Linked DNA regions of Danio rerio: region 1 is linked to region 2. Evidence: chromatin contacts called from public Hi-C data. All regions are on one chromosome and are shown on one strand. Each heading gives the region's core, a stretch centred on a gene start, on an enhancer-like site or on the middle of the called end of the contact. The rest is flanking DNA. Distances are from core to core; before and after follow the strand shown.

Region 1 (7,112 bases), core at 3,527-6,026, 100 kb before region 2:
ACAGGTTTATGTGGTTTACGAGAACGGAACTGTATAATTACATGATCGAAGCGCTGCACGATAATGATATAATTTTATATATAATAATCTGCGATATGTATTGCGATAAATATACAATTTCACCATATGACTTGAATGCCTTTATTTGGAAGTTATTAATGAATCTAGATTGATTGGGATGATTTAGGGGAGTGCATCTGCAAAAAAATATTATATATATATATTTATATATATATATATATATATATATATATATATATATATATATATATATATATATATATATATATATATATATATATATATATATAAATAAATAAGTATTATTTTATTTTGATGGTCACTTTGAGTATTAGTAGTCAACATACACTAACCCTAATCCCAACCCCAACCTAAGTCTATATAATCTAGTGAGAATTAGGTGGCCTTAATGGCGTCTTTTGACTTTTGATGTTTCCTGTGATAGTGGGGTTTAGGGTAGGGGTACGGTAAGGCAATATAATAAGCAGTTTTTACAGTATAATTTACATTACACAAATGGAGAGTCCTCGTAAATAGGCATGGGATGATAAACGTTTTCAAGGTATCCCACGGTTTGGAAAAGTCAAGGTTTTAAACCGCCAACATTTTCTGCTATAGCTTTTTTTTGTCTTTTATGACAACAGTATCTCCAGCAGAAAAGATATCCAAAGATGCTGTTTTAAATTGTGAAGAACTAATTGTGTTTTTGAAACTAATGAAGACTGCAGAAGTCAATGATTCATTTTAATTAATTAGCCCAACATGTTTACTGCTCCATAATGTTTTAAACGTTTTTCAAAATAAAATATATTGTGTTCAAAGGGGAAAAAAGCTTTAGTTTTTTACCAAGAAATTTTAAATATATATTTTATATCTGTAACCACAATACCATAATACCATGATATTTTCATCCAAGGTTATCATACCGTCAGAATCTTATACCAGCTCATGCCTAGTGTGTATACAGGTTTATGTGGTTAATAAGACTGAAATTGTTTAATATAATGGGTATGTATGACCTAGTTGACCTATAGATGGCCTAATTGAAAACGTTTAAAAACTAAAGTTAATGATGTCTTTTGACTTTTGATGCTTCATGTGAAGGTTGGGTTACGAGTAGGGGTATGGTAAAGCAATATATAAGCAGTTTTGACAGGAGAATATACAAAACCTATAGAGAGTCCTCGTAAACCATATATACAAGTGTGTATGTGTGTAAGTATGTAAAAATGAGAAAGAAATATCTTTTCCACACAAAATATATCCACTATCAAGCAATAAAAGAACAATTTTGGTTTCATAAAGAATCCCTTAATGACTCCACACACACACACACACACACACACACACACACACACACACACACACACACACACACACACACAATAACTTTTCTAAAGAATTAAAAGAACCACTTTCTACTAGAAAACTTGTGGTAGAAATGGTAGAGAACTTTGTGTGTTAAATGTTCTTCCTGCAACCAACTATGCCAATAAACAATCTTTATTTTATTTCCTTCTAATCAAATTCTCATCAGATAATGAGGCTGGATGAGGAAGTCTTGATAATATGACTTCATAAATTCCTAAAACCAGCTTACTCTCTGTCCATATTTCAGAAGAACCGATTTTTAAATCTTCCCATGACAGAAACCATACATCTCAACAATATAGATTCAATCCAAAATGTAACAAAATGGATCTGTCTGGGTCACTGAATAGTCTACTTATGGCTTTAAACAACAAACTTTATTGTAAATTGAATCGTATCCTTTTCACATCCATTTTGTTATAAAAGCAAATGACAATTTATAAGTCACCATCTATATGTTAAACAAAACAATGTGTGCCTATCAAACATGCTCATTATGACACGTCAGTATTCAGTGACGTACATATCAAACAAAACCACGACCAGGTGTCTGCTTCAGATAATTAACACACAATAGTTCAGTGTATTTGTATACTCACTAGTGAGGTAGAAGACAACAGAAACGCAGACCAGGATGGCGAGCTTCATGGTTGTTGAGCGAGTTTAGAGTGGGAAACTCAGCAGGTGTTGGATATGTTTGTAGTCTGGGATTTCTGGTTATATACCTTTTGAAATAAACCAACACAAGCCCCTCCCTCTCATTGTTTCTGCCTACTCCGAAAAAAAAACCTGATGGGCAACATTCATGTCATGGGACCACAAACAATGACTAAGAGTATCTGCTATCTGGGACTAAGGCTGTTTGTGGTTTTGTAATGTCGGTAGAAAAGCATTTGTCAACAAATAAAAACATAAGGCACATCTTCAGGATGCACTGTAGACTTGTTATACAGGGATAAAGGTCCTCTTGTCTATGGACATTAAGTCTAGCTGGATAATAAGGTCTCGTTTTACAAAGATGATGTCTAACTTCATTAAATCACAAAATGTTTGCTGTAGAAAATCATGGCTTGTTAACTGTAATTGATTTTCTGTTTGGCTTCATGTCTTGTTTTTAAAATGACATATTGGTTTTACTTCATATTTGATTTAGTTTGTAGATGGCCTCCTAAACACTAAGGATATTTTAAATACTTTTTACAACAAGGAAGCATTAAATTAAATATTATTTCTTGGGATAAATGAAGTTCTATTAAATTCTATTATATTTAGTTTCTCAATTTTTTAAATTAAATATAATTATTTGATCATTTGAATGAGTATTTAACTTTGAATTGATTTTAATTAATGAAAAAGTTAACACATTGCTTAATATAAGAATGTTCAGTGCATTTGCCTGTCTCTTTATAACTAGTTTCAGAAGCCACCAAACTAGGTCAGAGGTCAGGGAGACCTTGAGTGGAACTGATGGCTGAGGACTGGAATCAACTGTTTCTATTGTTATTTCTAGTAGTTATTACTATCTAAAATGTCTAAAGTGATTTTTCTATTTTTACGGTTAAATCTTTTAAAGTGATTCTACTTTTATTCAAGATAGACTTTGTATAATAAGAATATAACTGCCTGAATGTAGATTATACCGTTTTTTAACCAGTTTTGATAAAAACGTCTGAGTACACTCAGCCTTGGATAAGAAACAGATTATACTTTGTGTGTGTGTTCTATTTGATTGTTGATCCGTTTCACAGTTCTGGAGTCAGCTCTAATCAGTCTAAGGGATGTCTGACGTTTATGCTGAAGATATTGTTCAGAATATACGCACGAACACTACGTGGAAATGTTCCTAGTCTATCTGTGTTTTAACCAATCAGGTTAGAACACCTATATGTATGATGCAGTTAATGACGTTATGTGAGAGTATAATTGTTATTGATTGGTGATTGTAAGCAGAGCGGCCTAGGAACTCATTGCGAGTGTTGAAGCTGGCTTCTGCGGATGAAACTGCAAAGTATCTTCAGTAAACTTGATTTACTTATTGAAATCTCTGACTCCGGCTCTTCTTCATCTGACAGACTGGTCATTCTTTGGGTTAAACTGTATACCATCCCTACAGCCTCTTATCTATTTGATGAAGCTTTACTTTACTGAATGTGTTCGTAACAGTATGTTATGATAACTATGTTACACTACCTGACAAAAGTATTGTCGTTGATCCCAGTTGTAAGATCACATAATAACTTGACTTCGAGTTGAACGCTTTCTTTGCCATTCCAGATGACTTTATTAATAGGTTATTCGAGTCATTGAAGAGATGTATGGATGCAGTCCTCCAAGCTCATGGGAGTCATGCACAATATTCATTCTTTTTCCACTGCACCATGACTTTATATTCTATTCTGTACATTATTTCTGTTAAGTGGAAAGACTTTTGTCTAAGCAAAGTCAGACATTACTGTCCCAATTAAATAATTACAAATCAAGGCATGATCATATTTTATTTTGGTAAAATAGGCATAATCCAGAGGCCTTTGTCATTTATATAAGCCACTTCTGATAGCAAATGATCAACTAGAAGTCAAGTTATTATTTGTTGTTCCTAAAACTTGGATAGGCGACCACACTTTTGTCAGGTATTGTCCAACTTGTCATGAAACTTTCAATCAGGATATTAGGAAGGCTATATTAATTTATGTGGGGACAAACATAACTAAAACTAGCATTAAGAGAGCCATGTGTAATAACTTGATTGAGAGAAACCTTTAAACAATAAGTTTATCCAAATCATTTACTCACTCATGTTGCTCCAAACTTTCCTTTCCTTTTTTTGAAGAGACCGTATAAGTAGCAGAGGGTTGAAAATCATGAGGGGGAACACATGACAACTAAATTTACTTTTTCAGGAGCACTTATTAGCTGGATCTCGTTAAACTTCACTAGGTGGCATAAGCGAACCATGTAGCCCGCACGGGCCAACAGCGCGCGTGACAGTGCGCAGCCATCGCGAGAAGTGTAAATATTGAATGTGTCAAGACATGTCTGTGTGAATTATTTTAATGGTGCCAGGAATTAATAGAGTAACATCATAAAACACTAAATAAACCTCTTTGATAGGCTCACACAAATGTAAGACTATGGGTGTCGTGTATTTAAAAGGTGGCATTCCGGTCGCATTATAGTGATTGTGGTGTCAAAATATAAAATTATAATCTATAACAAAAGTAACACATTGGCTTTACAATACACATTCCAAAATTCCCCTGCGCGCCCTCGCGTTCTAGCCGCGCGTACCCACAGGTTCGTTGACATCACGCGTGAACCCCTCCCCTGCCCGCGGCGGCGCGCTTTAGCGCGGTCTCGCTCCTCTCTTCAGATCAGCAGAATCTGTTCATCCCGAGACGGACAAGATGGCGAAGTGAGTGGGTTGCGCTTTGAAGAGAAAGCAGCGACTCACAAAAATTCTTCAACGTTAAAACGTCGGTTGCCTTGATGTTCGTTCAAATAAGCGGGAAAACGCATCTTTAAGAAGAAAAATCGCCCCTCAGAGCGAGGTGAATCGAAGAGAGCGTCGAGGACATCGACTCCTCCGTGTCCTTTCAGGCTAAGCTGCTAGACAGCTATTCGGGGAATTGCTCAAGAGAAAAAACAGCCTCAACCTCAGGGGAAATAGTCTTGTTTTTTTTTTTTTACTTAAATGTCGAGGCAGCAAAACTTATATTGAAACCGATGTCCGTTATCATCTTCATTTCGTCGTTGTGAGTTAAGGACACAGCTAGTAAGGAAGAGCCGTTTTTAGGCTAGCTAGCATTGTTTCTACTGGACTGAAGAAGAGAGCTGCCTAAAAACCTCGCCCGTTTACACAGTTTCAGTGTACTTCTCGGATTTTAGGACATGGCCAGCAGCAGTGGCTCTAAAGCCGAGTTTATAGTCGGTGGGAAATACAAGCTCGTTCGTAAAATCGGATCTGGATCCTTCGGTGACATTTATTTGGCAATCAACATCACAAATGGAGAGGTAAAATGAAATGGATGTGTAATTCTTGTGCTGAATGACTGGGATAAGAAGATTGAGGGGTTTATACGTGTGTCCAGCTCAACAAGTCTGATTACCAGAACATTAAAGTCCATATGGTTTCCAAACATATAGTTGGTGTAACGTTAGCCCTGAAAGATTAACGGATAACGTTATTCATATTTGTACGACTTGTTTATGAGAAACCAATCAACGATAACTCGTTGCAGATTGGATAAAACATTTCTTTAAGATCATGTCCTGTCAAATCTTTAACTATTTTCAATGTTTCGCCACTAATCTGTGAGTTTTTGGTAAATGAGCATTATTTTTATTATAATTTCAGGAGGTAGCTGTGAAATTGGAATCACAGAAAGCCAGACATCCTCAACTCCTATATGAAAGCAAATTGTACAAAATTCTCCAGGGAGGAGTCGGGATCCCACACATCAGGTGAGTAACTTCAGATTATATCAGACATTATTATGGATTTTGTGGTAACATTAGCTGAACTAGTTTGATCTGGCTGAGGGACTAAGGGTAGCTTAAGATCGAAAGCAACGCATCGAGGAGCGTTACAGAGTAACGTCTCGCATTTGTCAACGTATATTAAACGTCTCAATGGTTTATGCATCGATCTTAATGACATTAGTGTCATTACTGTTATGTTTAGTTTTACGGTTATGATATAGCATCAGCAGGCTAACTAGCCCGTTCATTAGCGCTAGGTTTTCACCGCGTCGCTTGAAAGAACGGTGGTGAAATGTCTTCAAACAATACGTGCTCTGTAAAATGGATTATTATATTGTAAAGCGAGTAAGATTTGATAACTTATTACATGTGTTTGTGTGTTGCTGAGTAATGAGTAAAGAGCGAGTGGGAAATGGCCGCTGCTCTTTTGTTGTGTTTGTTCAACATGTCCTCCCTCTCGATCAGAAAATGGCGGATGAGAGAAAACAAGTTTCAGGGCCTAGCGAGTCTGCTGCTGTCTTCTCAAGGTGACTGAGCCTTACCAGGGCTGCTGTTTGTGTCAAAATGTTGATTCTTTTTCATATATATATATATATAGAGAGAGAGAGAAAAAAACATATGAGATAAAGGCTCACATAGGGTGCCTCAAGTAATTAATTCTAGTCACATTATAATTAATGACGTACTGTGACTGTATTCTCTGTCGCGTATTCTTATTTTTATCTTAATTAATTCAAACGTCATACTTTGCGATTGCAGAAGTTCCCTATTTCCCAATGTTTATAGGTGGTTGAGCTAGGGTAAATGTTTTTATTTGCTGTTTCCTCACAACTATGTTTATGTTTTCTAAGCTACTTGACGTTGTGCCTTATTAACCTAGTTTAACCTTTATTTCAAGACATTTGAGAGCCTGTGGGTGAGTGGGCCTTATCTTTCTAAAATGCACTCAGATCAGATGACTTTGCATAAAAATGCCAGAGAAACTTTTAATTAGTCACAAAAGGACTTTTGAATGTTTTGTGGAGATGAATTTGTTTTGTACCTAAGGTAGACGTTAAGATCTTAGATGTTAATTCATGTAACTGCAAAATTAAAAATTAAAGTAATATGGTAAGGTGTGTTCGTGTTTAATTGCCCTGGCACCCTTACAGATAAGTCTTTATCTTCTTTTTTTCCTCCCCTTGAAGCTCCGCTCTTGGCTCTATTACTTGGGTAATTAAAAATTAACTTTGCTGTAGATG
Region 2 (6,776 bases), core at 9-2,508:
GACATACACATTTTATATCTATATCTATACACATTTTTGCAATATACGCATGGATGTGTGTATTACACAATAAATATACACAGTACATACACTTAAAATATGTCAAAACAAACTTTTGTTTTGCATATGATTAATCGCAAAAAAAAAATTGCCCAGCATTATTTTTTTTTACCATATTCACCTGCATTGTCTTGCCTTAAAGAGTTCACCCAAAACTGTACATTTATCACTAGTTAGTCAGTGGTTCCAAACATTTATGAGTTTCTATATTCTGTTGAACACAAAAGAAGATGTTTGAAGAAAGCTGAAAATTGCAACCACTGACTAATATAGAACAACAAATACTACAAATGTCAATGGGTACAGGTTTCAAGCTTTCTTGAAAATATATTCTTATGCTTTCAACAGAAGAAAGAAACCTCATTCATTTTTCTTCGGCTTAGTCCAGGGGTGGACAAACTCGGTCACGGAGGGCCGGTGTCCTGCAGATTTTAGCTCCAACTTGCCTCAACACACCTGCAAGGATGTTTTTAGATAGCCTAGAAAGAGCTTAATTAGCTAGCCCAGGTGTGTCTGATTGGGATAGGAACTAACCCCTTCAGGACACCGGCCCTCCAAGACAGAGTTTAAACATGCCTGGCTTAGTCCCATTATTGATCATAGGTCGCCACAGCAGAATGAAGCGCCAATGATTCCGGCATGTTTTACACAGCGAATGCTCTTCCAGCTGCAACCCAGTACTGGGAAACACCCACACACTCTCGCATTCACACACACTCATACAATACGGCCAATTTAGCTTATTAAATTCTCTTAAAGCGCATGTTTTTGGACTGTGGAGGAAACAGGAGCATCCAGAGGAAGCCCACGCCAACACTGGGAGAGCATGCAAACTCCACATAGAAACAACAACTGGCCCAGCCGGGCTCGAACCAGTAACCTTTTTGCTGGGATACAACATTGCTAACCACTGAGCCACCATGCCACCTGAAGAAAGAAACTTAAATAAGTTTAGAACAAGTAAAGGGTGAGTAAATGATGAAGGAATGTTCAGTTTTGGGTGAACTATCCCTTTTAGATAAATAACCCCATGTAAGGGATTTGGGCAATGTAAATATGACTGTAAATTTCTCGCTCTCTCTCACACTCTTCAGTATGACCATGTTTCCAGAGGAAATGAGTGAGGGGGGTTTGGATCTGGTCTCTAAGGGCTCTGTTTCCTCTCACCCTCTAATGTGTAGATGTCTCTGCCCCAGGGATAGCTGGGATACTTCTTCACATCCTCTTCCGTTCGTGTGGCCTCCGGAAAGAATTCATACTTGATGAGTTCTCTTGTGAAAGGATAAACAAAAAGCAGCTTGGTGAGTTAACCATGGTAAGAAAACAGTGCCATCTGGTGGACAAAGCAGGAAGCAGATTTGGAAAGGTACATTTTTTGTGAATTATTATAAGTCTAAAGAAGTACGCTACTGAAAAACTAGAAATTATTACAACTTTGCAAAAATACAGCTTTATAGAGATTGTAATATGCATCTAAAACACTAAACAAATATATTTTTAAATCTATGCAACAAGATGAAATAAAATATGTAAGCTTTTCATATGAAAACTATGAAAAATAAAAATTTAAAGACAACTTAAAAGACATATTCACTGGATTTATTGAGTATGGCTTGTGTAAAAAATCATAACGTTTTAATTCTATAATTAATTAACAAATCTGATAACATTTCCTACAAATTTCAAATACAAATAATGAGTTAAAAGACATAAAGAAGAACTTTTTTTATTATTATTTTATTACAAACAAAAACAGCTCTAAATGAAAACATGTATTTTATACTGGGAAGAAAATGTCATGAGATGTTTGCAGAATAAAACAAAAATTATATTATACTCAAACACATAACTATAAATCATAAATCCAGAGAAATGTGAAGTGGTCTCTTCATTGATTGTATACAAAGCAGGACAGGCATGGAAAGTCAACATGAATTTTCCCCCTCTTAAATAAATAAAGTGTAAAGAAACCTTTTAGTGTTGTGTATTGTATTATGAATGATGCAGTTCACTCACTGACTAATGTTGGCAATGGTGTCCATCCAGCTACGAACGCGCACCTTATTCCTGACATTGGGTGGGTTGCTGAACTCGTGGATAATGGCAATGTGGTATGGATACGGACCACTGAAAAGCTTTTTCTCCAAAGCCAAAGAGTCAATCTGGAGAGGAATGTTGAAAACAGCATAAATGCAACAAACTGTGCCTTAAATATCCCAAACGCTTTTACAGGGCTCAAAAAGTATTATACATAATTATTAAATTATATGTATTAAGCTATGACACATTTGCTGGAAAATAGTTGCATGTGGTTTAAAAAAATTACTGAATTCTAAAAAAACTAAACAAAATCAACATCAAATAAATTCGAATAATTAGTGGCGTCAGTTGATTAATTGCAATTATGCACATCCAAAAATTTTTTTCAATTTACATAATGTATGTGTACTCGCTGTGTGTGTGTGTGTGTGTGTGTGTGTGTGTATATATATATATATATATATATATATATATATATATATATATATATATATATATATATATTAGGGATGTGCAGAGCAGCCGGTATTTGTATTTGTTGAGGGGGGGGAAAGTATTTGTATTTGTATTCGAGTAAAATTCAAAATGGCGCAAAAATCTATAATTTTTCTATTACACTTCTAATTTACATTATAGTGAAAGTATTGTTTAATTTTACCCATTATATAAATTATAGACATGCAATATTGGTTGTTGTTTTTGAACATGTGATAAGAAATGTCATTGAAAAGAAAATAACATAGAAGCCATTATCTCATCCATGGTTAAACCAACAACTAATAAAATACGATTGTGAATATTATGAACCCCACCACCACCGTTCGTGTTGAAGGACACTGAATAGACAGAATAAAAACAAATAATACTTCAAAAAACTGTTCTTCTTCTGAAAGAACTTCTTTCCAATGCACAGAATTCCAAAAACTAATATTAACTAAATTAATCTAAACAAACCCTGCCTGGGAGATCTGGCAGAACAAAAGTATTCTATATAATACTAAAAGATACAGCCCTGCTATTGTCATCTGCCTGCCACAAAACAGACACAAAGTTTGTTTGTTTTTTTTTGTTTTTTATGTTTGAAACTGACTTGCTGGGGCAGAATGTGGCTGTGTTGATGGTTTGGTGCTTGTGGAGGATTTAGCAGAACATAGCTGTGCTGATTGAGGGGATTGATGCTTGTGGGGGGTTCACAGACAGTATCAGGAGAGGATGCTTTTAGTGCATGTGGAAATACATTACATAGAAGGTTGCGCAGTGGCACAGTGAGTACCACTGTTGCCTCACAGCAAGAAGGTTGCTGGTTCGAGCCATGACTGGGTTCTCCCCATGTTGGCGTGGGTTTCCTCCGGGTGCTCCGGTTTCCCCCACAGTCCAAACACATGCAATACAGGTGAATTGGGTAAGCTAAATTGTCCCTATTGTGTGTGTGTGAAAGAGAGTGTATGGATGTTTCTCAGTGCTGGGTAGCAGCTGGAAGGGCAGCCACTGCGTAAATCATATGCTGGATAAATTGGTGGTTCATTCCACTGTGGCAACTCCAGATTGATAAAGGAACTTAGCCGAAAAGAAATGAATGATTATGCATAGATGTTGACAGATGTTTAATGTCTCTGCCGATTTCACTTTTGCACACATTATAACGTTACAGTATCAGTTTGTTTTATCTGCAGCTCCACTGACTGTACAATTCTTCCACAAAGAATTTTTTTTTTTCTTTTTTGACTGGTGGAGGACCAAGAAATGGCTCAGAAGCAGTCTCACTCTTTTTCTATTCGGGTGCCCAAATGTATTTGAGGAGTTTCAAGTTAATAAAAAGTGACGGGAAGCTATGCTAAGGTTAACTAGCCTATAGCATATATCTTGCTGTCTGCAAAAGACAGTAATGTAGACGTACCATATAACTCCCATAAGTGCATACTATTCGACACAACAGCACAAGCATCATTTTAACCTTTATAAACGAACGTAAATGTTACTCTGTCAACAGTCTATTGTTTAAATTACCGCGCTAACAGAGCTAACGTTGCGTAAAAAGAGCACCTGGTTGCAAACTTCCCGATCCCGATCAAACTCCGCTACAAGCTTATAAACTGCATCTGGAACCCAATTAAGGTACAAAAATCTATTTAACAAAAATAGTGATGCAGATAAGAATTTTTTTCGCTCAGCCGAGCCTTCTCTGTCTGTATCTGTGGAGAAGATTGTGCCAGACACCTCCGCCCCGCCCTCCGACTGAGCGTCTCACTCGCTCTCTCTCTCTCTCTCTCTCTCACTCACTCACTCACTCACTCACGCGGGTATGCACTGTGGTCTCATGAGGAAACGCTGCTTTTTGATATAGTGTTTTTCTTGCTCCCGAATACAAATAATTTTTCAAGTATTTGTTCGAAATAAGTATTCGTAAAAACACGCTATTCGTGCCTTTCCGAATACCGTATTCGGGTTCGGCTCCACCCTTAATATATATATATATATATATATATATATATATATTCCAAAATTCAATTCCATTTTCATCCATCAAATGAGTAAAACCAAAGGACACAGATCTGAAGTGCAGTGATGGATATTTGAGCTTCACAAAATAAAAAGGAGCTGTAAGCAAAAAAAAAATCATATTTCCACCATCAGGGCACTAATTAAAAATCTACAATCAACTGAAGACATTGAAAATCTGCTTAAAAGAGGACATCGGTCTGTTTTGATTTGATGTACAGTTAGGATAATAGTTTAAGTGTCCAGATACTCCAAGGACCACTGAAGGAAAAAAGCTGAAATTATCAGTGTTTTTTTTTTTTTTTTTGCAAAAAAAATTTTTTTTAAAAATAAATTTCTTTGCAAAAATCCTACTAATGATAAGCCTTTAAAAGGATGTATATTTTATCACAACAATTAAAAAATAAATGTCCAATAAGTCATAATAACATAATTGTCGAAGTTTGCAAAGCACATAAATGTCGCAAAACATGCCTTAAAGAAAAAAAAAATTTTCCCAAAAAATGAAAATGTGCTCCCTATTTACTCCCCCTCAAGTGGTTATAAAAAATTATAACATTAAACACAAAAGACAGTATTTAAAAACCTGTAACCATTGATTTCCATTGTACGATAAAAAAATACTACAGTAGTCAATGGTTGCAGGTTTTCAGCTTTCTTCACAATATCTTCTTATGTGTTCAACGGGAGAAAGAAACTCAAAAGGTTTGAAACAATTAAAGGGAAAGTAAATTATGACAGAGTTTTCAAATCTTTGATTTATTTAAAATAAAAATATTCACCATTTACTCACTCAACTCGTTCTAAACTAATTTATTTCTTACGTTAAACAAAACAAGATATTTTGAAGAATGTTGGAAAACAGCCAATGACATCCACAGTACTGTAGGAGAAAAAAAATGCACACAATAGAAGTCAATGACTGTTTTTCCAACATTCTCCTTTGGAGTTCAACAGACAAAAGTAACAAACGAGTCTGGATGAGGAGTAATTGATGACAGAAGTTTCATTTTAGGGCGAACTATGCTTTTAAGATCTTACATCAACACAACATTTAACAACCCATTGATTGTTGCAGCCTCTCTGTTCTCCTATAGAATAATGCTGACCTGCTGCATTGGCCTCATGTAGATGATACGGTTTCTCTCCGGGGGCATCCGCAAGATCTGGTCCAGCACCTGCTCCATGTCCAGCTTTTTGCATTGTGCATAGTCAAAGCGGTTCACTATGGGGGCACTTTCCACCACCAAGTGTTTCAGCACTCGACAACGTGTTGCTGGAAAAAAAACGAACAAAACAAAAAAAAAATTATATCAAATTTCATATTACTACAGGAACTTGTATTTAATATGTCGGTGTGCTCTCCTCTCATAAACTCACCATGGACAAACATCATTTTGGGACATTCCTTCAGGACCAGGTCTGTGATGCCACAGTTTGTCAGAGTAATTCCCACCAGGTTTTTAGATTTAAGGCTGAGCACCTGTGTTGAGAAATAATAATAGTGGAAACAGTAGGTAATAGTACCAAAAGCTAAAAACTTTGTTTACTCACCCTCATATTATGTCAGACCTATTAGGTTTTGTTTATCTTTGGAACACTAATTAAGACATTTATTTGTAATCTTACAGACATTAATATACTCAAAACTCTGATGCTTCAAACGTTTTTCAATGAGATCAAATAATACATGGTTTAATTCTAATTTTCTAATTTATTCATGGCTTTCATTCACATATATACAATAATAAGCTGGCAGAAGCAGAAACTCATCTGTACCAGCTTAACGCTTAAGAACAAACCTGATGTGTTATTGTGGAAGATTAAACACACTGATGTGACAATAATAAACTTCATTGGTTTTCACAAGTTGAAGTATGTTCACAGATCAATGTTTGAGTGTTTAAATTTAAGTCTTGTCATCGATCCCAGTTGTAAGAGCAACATATAATAACTTGACTTCTAGTTGATTATTTGGAAAAGAAGGTAGACTTTCTGATGAATCATCTGTGGAACTGCATCCCAACCATCACAAACACTGCAGAAGAGCTATTGGAACCTGCATGGACCCAAGATTCTCACAGAAATCATACACAATATTCATTCTTTTTCACTGCACCATGACTTTATATTTTATACTGGACAATATTTCTGTTAAGTGACTTTTTTCTAAGCAA

The links. A called contact is a pair of places that touch in the nucleus more often than the background predicts.
Region 1: a Hi-C map of an unstated tissue shows a contact between it and region 2, with 4 times the contacts expected there. The contact joins the promoter of csnk1a1 here to the enhancer-like site in region 2. A contact is called at or near these places in 3 of 18 Hi-C or Micro-C datasets (caudal fin, embryo and an unstated tissue) and 2 of 4 datasets of contacts at active chromatin or transcription factors (caudal fin and embryo).

What each region holds. Positions count from the first base shown.
Region 1 is chr14:43,376,755-43,383,866 of GRCz12tu, reverse strand. csnk1a1 (casein kinase 1, alpha 1) reads left to right here and starts at 4,776. Exons shown (of 10, transcript NM_152951.1): 1 at 4,776-5,403; 2 at 5,747-5,853. The coding sequence starts at 5,281. It overlaps si:ch211-195b11.3, which reads right to left and starts at 2,098. Exons shown (of 4, transcript NM_001291900.1): 1 at 1,992-2,098. The coding sequence starts at 2,040.
Region 2 is chr14:43,272,958-43,279,733 of GRCz12tu, reverse strand. It overlaps fbxo38 (F-box protein 38), which reads right to left. Exons shown (of 21, transcript NM_001433086.1): 16 at 5,980-6,082; 17 at 5,709-5,875; 18 at 2,077-2,222; 19 at 1,228-1,331. Among named protein-coding and RNA genes, the nearest start is that of fbxo38, 25 kb to the right of the region's middle. Within about 2 kb of position 1,258, at least 17 of the 62 cell types and tissues checked have an H3K27ac peak or open chromatin away from gene starts, as enhancers often do.